Linked DNA regions of Zea mays: region 2 is linked to region 1. A link is a contact called in public Hi-C data. All regions are on one chromosome and are shown on one strand. The core of a region is the stretch at or near the end of the contact, and the rest is flanking DNA. Distances in the headings are between cores, read along the strand shown.

The links. A called contact is a pair of places that touch in the nucleus more often than the background predicts.
Region 2: a Hi-C map of leaf shows a contact between it and region 1, with 4 times the contacts expected there. The contact joins the promoter of LOC103637470 here to the promoter of LOC103637459 in region 1. A contact is called at or near these places in 9 of 25 Hi-C or Micro-C datasets (bundle sheath, ear, leaf and 2 more).

The regions. Positions count from the first base shown.
Region 1 is chr1:82,999,317-83,002,718 of Zm-B73-REFERENCE-NAM-5.0, forward strand. It overlaps LOC103637459 (transcription repressor OFP8), which reads left to right and starts at 1,720. Exons shown (of 1, transcript XM_008659648.2): 1 at 1,720-3,023. The coding sequence starts at 1,912. The coding sequence ends at 2,694.
Region 2 is chr1:83,201,569-83,205,010 of Zm-B73-REFERENCE-NAM-5.0, forward strand. It overlaps LOC103637470 (C-terminal binding protein AN), which reads left to right and starts at 1,851. Exons shown (of 7, transcript XM_008659655.4): 1 at 1,851-2,585; 2 at 3,333-3,442. The coding sequence starts at 1,977.

The sequences.
Region 1 (3,402 bases), core at 470-2,969:
AGATGATAGAAAAAAGTTGATAATTTAATTATATTATATTCCAACGTTTTTCTCACGTCGAGCCTTTTTTGGGTCTCTTGTTGACGTGGAATATAGGAGCGAACAATAATTATTTTATTTAATTGTGCTTACCAGTATTCAAACGCGAGATTTCTAGATCTGATATCATATTAAGTTACATACACCAACCAGCTTAATCTGATAGAAAGACGTGGACAATTCACTTATATTATATTCCAAACAAGAGGCACGTCCTATCCGCTCCACCGCTGCATCCCGTCTCTTTGATCTTCAATAATTTTCGTCATTCAGCTGCATTACCACAAATAAATCTAAATATGTCAACTCTTTGTGGAGCACGTGTTACTCGCCAGTCGTCACGATAAATTTAGATGTTTAAGAACATCTCCAAGAGTACCTCAAATAAGTGCCATAAAAAGAGTACGAAAAGGATGTTCGAATGCCTCATAGAAAAAAAAAATCTTTTTCAAGAAGAATATCTTTACAAAAGAGTAATAAAGAGGACCTACAACTTTACGGAATGCATGCATGAAGTTTGAACAAATAGTTGTAATTTGAGGGCACTTATATAAATAGCTTTTCGTAAGAAAAAATATACATATTTGGAGATGGGGGTATTTTTTGAAGGGCTTAAAAAAGGGTACCCAAAAACAAAAGAGAGATCAGTAAGTGAAAAAAATGAAATATAATAAAACATATAGCCTCTATGACCAAATAAGTGGGCGTCTGTGGTGGATAGCTAGGGGTACGGAAATGAGAGATGTAAACTAACACGCGTATGATTGGATCAAGTAATTACCATTGTATAAGAGTAAGACGCTGGATGCCCTTACCATGCATATGGTCTCTGTCTTTTTTCAAATTCATCCTTGCATGGTTTCACCGAATTCATTAGTGACGGCAACTCGGCAAACCTGTTATCGTCGTCACAAAACCGAGTTGGTTATCTGTATTGTCCGCGCTCTATATTTCACTAGGCAGGCTTTTGACAAGCCAAGCAACATTTTCATAAAATTAACACTAGAACATCCATGCACTACTCAATGTAAATTAAATTTCGTCTCAGAGATTGACTACCATATATAGATAGCCAATAAGCACGAGGCCTGCGAGCCCGGCACGAAGCCCGCTGTTTGGGCCCGGTCCGAGCCTGACATAACCCGGTTCTATGCGGGCCCGGCCCGGCCCGGCACGAATAAGCGGGTCGGGCTCGGACAGAAAACTATGCACGGTGGGCTAGCTCGACACGACCCGTTTACCTCTAAGCCAGTTAAACCCGCTTTTTACACTAAAACGTGCTTACCGACCTGCTTTTCGGTCCGATTTTTCGTGCTAAACGGGTCGGCCCGCTGTGGAACGAGCCCGGACAGGAAACTGAGCACGCGTGCTTATACGGCCCGGTCCGGTTTCGTAACCGTGCCTAGCGGGCCGAGCCCAAAACGGACCGGGCTTCACCGTACCCTGGCTGGGCGGTCCATTTGGCCATCTCTACTACCATGTATGTCGTCGATCTGTACTCCTGTCTTGTTTGCGACAGTTTATGAGGGACGTGAAAAAGGTCTGGCATCGGTGGTCTCACCAGATGAGTTTGCGCTTAGTTAGGGTTTTAATCTAACCCTTTTTTAAATTTCGCACCAGCTGCACCTGCCAGATCCTGTCCATTCAAAAAACGAAGACACTAGTGTAGCCGTTTCACTCGCTGATCCGGATGCAACGAACGTGCACATATATGGCCGGTATCTATGGCTCGCTCTTTTTAAGCTAGGCCTCTCTGTTCCTCGCCCCAGCCCACGGCAGCCCTTTCCTTCCGCAACATACATACCCACTGCACGAGCCAACGAGCGCAGCCACACTCCTCGCCCCCGCCCCCGCCAGAGCATAAGCCCTTCCATGAGGGTGTTGATGTCGCGCCGGCGCGGTGCCGGTGCCAGCGGCGGCGGGCTGTGCATCAACAAAAAGGCCCGCCTATTCATGTGCGGCTGCGGCGGCACCAAGGCTGTCTCCATCTCCGATGGCTCCTCCGACAAGTCACCAACCGCCACGCCGCAGACCGCCGCGTCAACCACTCCGCTCACCGGCACGTCGACCGCCACCGTCACGACCGAGTCGACGAGAAGAGGAGGGAGCAGGCCGGCGACGACAACGTCGTCGGCTCCCTCCTCGTTCTCGGTCTCGTCTTCGTCCGTCACCACCACCACCACCACCACCGCCGACGACGGCCCCAGCAGCATGGAGGAGAGCACGCCCAGCCTGTCGGCGCTCCTGCGCCAGCTCCACGAGCTGGAGCGCAGCGTCCGCTTCCTGCACTCCGCCGGCAGCACCGACGGCAAGCAGTGGCACCGCCGGACCGTGAGCGAGGGCGGCGGCGGGTCCGGGCGGGTGGAGGAGAGCGTGGCGGTGGTGAAGGAGTCGGCGGACCCGCTGGGCGACTTCCGCCGGTCCATGCTGCAGATGATCGTGGAGAAGGAGATCGTGGGCGGCGCGGAGCTCCGGGAGCTGCTGCACCGGTTCCTGTCCCTCAACTCGCCGCGCCACCACCACCTCATCCTCCGCGCCTTCGCCGAGATCTGGGAGGAGGTCTTCGCCGGGCACGAGCGCGCGCCGGACTTCCTCGCCTCCTCCCGCCGCTGCAGGAAGAAGCAGCACCAGCACCTGGCAACGCGTGGTGCTTGAGCTTGACTAGTCTGTTCCTCGATCGGTTTGTTACGTCCAACTGTCCAAGGTCCAATCCCATCCCCCGGCCGTCGATTAATTTCTCTTGTACGTTCGTGGCTGGGCGGACGAGACTTGCATGGTTGTTTTCAGTAGTTTCGTTTTTGTCGATTTCTTTGACGCATTGGTTTATCACAAGTGCGCTGGTAACGGTCTTGAGTTAGGGTTTTTGTCGATGCGTTGATATATCAAGTGTTCTGTACTGATGTGTACTCCACGCAACAAACGCCTTGGTTTTTTTTTCTGAACTGATTGTAGACTTTCAGTGTGTTTTTCTAAACTGCTTGGTATATCAGAGTAGATAGTGTTTTTCTCCTCCATTTATGTTCGGCGTCGCTTTAGCCGTTGCATCGGTGAAGAACCAACAGATGATCACGCGACCACACCGGGGAGGTGAGTGTGTGTGTGTTGTGTGTGAGAGAGAGAGAGCACCATAGCCGGCCGGTGGAAACGGCCGGAAAGGCGCCGCCCGTGATCCCCGGGCGCTTGACTCGTTGCGAGCTAGCTGTTGTGGTGGGTTACTCCAACGGGGCGAAACGATGGTGCTCGGCAGTCGGCACTCGGCTTTTGTCTTGCGCGGCAACCGCGCGCGCGCGATGGGAAATGCCCACCCGATCCATGGATCCGTCAGGGTCGCACGGCACGGCTGCACGCGCGTGGCGGCGTGCC
Region 2 (3,442 bases), core at 601-3,100, 200 kb after region 1:
TCCTAGAAGTGAGTAGAGGTAAAGTTCCTGAAATAGTCCTTGCAATGATATGCAACCCGTTTGCTAAATCTTTATGTGCATATACTTCCAGAAGATGTTTTGCCTTATTGGTACAGTTTGCAAGGATTAGGGGGAGCACATTTCTAAAGTTAGCCTTTATAGAAGATTCAATGGAATCTAGATCTAGAAGATCGAAATATGTCCTGATGATAGTTGATGTACTCTTTTTCCTTGGTGAGTTTTCCTGAAGTTTATCACATGAGTTTTTAACGAGGCAACAAAGTGCAAATGCAATATGTGTCACCATGCGCTCTTTCTCCATATTTTTCCCACTAGGTTTTTGGGAGTTTTAAAGATGCATGTTTTGGTCGCGGTATTCGCCCAAGGGGAGTGTTGAGAAACCCTAATGAAGGTTTATCTGGGCAAATACCGAATATGCCCCCGAGGGCAATCACGTCTCTATATATAGTACATGTACCCCTCATATGGAATAGTGAAGCGGAAGAGGCCAGAGACCCAACCCTACATTACCGTCTCTCGCGTGTTTCCTCTGTAATGCTTCTGGGAAGGGATATGGGTCTTCCACGACTTCTCGCGCCTAATCTGCTGACGGGAGGGAAGGGAGCGGATCTGGTGATCCGTGGTAACGTAGTTCTCAACATCAGCAAGCACTGGCGAATTGCGCTCAGTAGCTGCTCACGCCAGCAACCCAGCTCCGGGAGCGCCTTGTGCGTGCTCGACCGGCTCGAACCCGAGGGCGCTGTGCGCCTAGAACGTGAGACCGAAAGCACGGACGCAAGACCGATCGACTTTAGGCTGGCCGCTGGCGCGCGATCAGGCTGGCAGCAGCGGTCTAGGCGCGCTAGCCCCTTCCCCTTTCATACTCTGTGGCTACAAGGGCGCCCCACGCCCACAACGCTGTCCTGCTAGGCTGCGTGTCCGCCCCTTCTCTCTTCCTCCGTTTGTGGCGTTTCACTGTTAAAGGTTGTCTCCAGCAACGTCCTTAATATCCATCATCTATATCCGTCTTTTATAGTTTCCTCTAAAAGATTTCATCTTCCAAATCTCCTTGCTCTCCAACAACGTCCTCTATATTCAAATACATATATTAGAGATATTTTTTATTTTTATTTTTTGTACATACGTATTTGTCATACTCTCAAATATATTATACATATTTTAGTTTTGCTAAACTGGTTATTTAAAGTATTCAAATGGATAGAGGACCGTTTAGAGAAACTCTCTATATAGAGAATCCAACAGTGTCCTCTAAATTTAGAAGACCGTTTAGAGGACGTTGCTGGAGAGCGTAGATGACCGTTTGATCCTCTATATTTAGGGTAGAGGATCCTTTAGGAGCCTCTGCTGGAGCAGCCTTATACCCTCTAACACTATTAATTCCTGTACTAGTGGGCCCGTGAGTAATTGTTAGTAGATAAAAAATTGATAGTGAATGAAAAGTAGGTATAGAAAATGATAAATTTTTTGTTATAGTGAGATATAGGGAGAAAATTTAGAACAAGTTTAATAATAAAGTCTATTGTTGGCTCTAACTCTTTACCATGTCATCTATATCCAACAATAAACACACTCATATAATAAAGCTGACTCTAAGATTGGTTATTAGATGAATCCCTTATCTCTTTCTCTTTTATCCTTTTGTGTTGAAGTCCGTATATCATCTAGCTCTTGTATGAGAGACAACTCACTCTACTTTTTGATATCTCTCTTCCGCATAAGAAAAAATACCACTGTACTTTTGGATATCTCTCTTCCACATAAGAAAAAATACCATGTAAACAGGTTTAGAGCCTATTATTATAGTTGCTCTTAGAGGAAACCGCTGCCGGAGCCGGAAAAGCAGAGTAAGTATCTCATTGTCGTGCTCGCACACAGAAGGAAAACAGCAATCAGACCAGACAGCTGACGGGACACGTAGTCAACCTTCTCCCGCGAGTGGCGAAAGGGCCCAGAAAATGCTGCACGGCCCGGCCCACTCTGCATCGCCGGCGATGGCCGCCGCCGCCGCCGGCGGCGGCTTGCAGCCGCTGGTGGTGACGCTCAACTGCCTCGAGGACCCGTCGCTGGAGCAGGACGCGCTGTCCGGCGCCGCGGCCGTCGAGCACGCGCCGCTCTCGGCGCTATCCGCGGGCCGCGTCGAGGCCGCCGCCGCCGTGCTGCTCCCCTCGCTCGCCTTCCTCCCGCGCGCCGCGCAGCGCAGGCTCCGGCCATGGCAGCTGCTGCTCTGCCTCGGCTCACCGGACCGCGCCGCGGACACCGCCGCGGCCGCCGAGCTCGGCCTCCGCCTCGTCCACGTCGACGCCAACCGCGCCGATGAGGTCGCGGACACCGTCATGGCGCTCTTCCTGGGCCTCCTCCGCCGCACCCACCTGCTGTCCCGCCACGCCTCCTCGTCGTCCCCGACTGCTGGGTGGCTCGGCTCCGTGCAGCCGCTGTGCCGGGGCATGCGCCGATGCAGGGGGCTCGTACTGGGCATCGTCGGCGTCAACGCCGCCGCGCGGTGCCTGGCCACCCGCAGCCTTGCCTTCCGCATGAGCGTCCTCTACTTCGATCCGCTCTACGAGGTACTGGATCCGCCGCTAATACACTTCTATCCTGTGATCTGCGCTGCTAGATTCCAGTTGCCAGTTTTGTTGTTCTAGGGTTCAAATGCCGTTGGGCGCCGTGACCCGTGAGCATTATTAGTTAACGTGATCTGAAATTTCTGAAAATGTGTTAGCAGATGATTGCTCACTAGTTTCCTGCGTCCTTTCATGTAAAGGTGATCTGCCTTTTGACTTCTAGTGTATCATCACACGCCTACTTGTAGATTTAGTGCTATTATTGTCTTTTCTGCCTCGTTGTTGGCATTAGTTGAACTTCTGGCATGATTTTGTTTATACCGATTGATTTCTGGCAACCAGTATGCTGGAGTTTTAATACTTCTTTCAAAATATATATGGATCTGAATGCGCTGTGTCTCTGGGTTTGTTGGAACTCCTAGTCAAACACTTTGATAGCTTGACTCTTTTTTCTACCTTCCCACAAGATTTTAACTTGAAAAATATACATTCAAATGACCATATAAAAACATATGTTGCCATAAGTAAGTCATATTCAGTTAATCAGTTTGATTTGGTTTAAAAAATCAAATCAGTTTGGCTATATATCCTCAGTTCCGGTACTTTTTACTGCAAATTTCATTTTCATAATATTGCTCAGTTGTATAAGTCTTCATGGTGTTTCTGGGTTACTGGCACATGTAATATTGGCGATGAAGTTAAAGCATGATATAGATCTGACCTTGTTAATTGTAATGACATTATGTGAAGGTTACTGGGAAAGTAAAGCGTCCTTCTATTGTATTTCCTTCTGCTGCAAGAAGAATGGATACTCTCAATGATCTATTAGCAGCAAGTGATCTAGTTTCGCTTCATTGTGC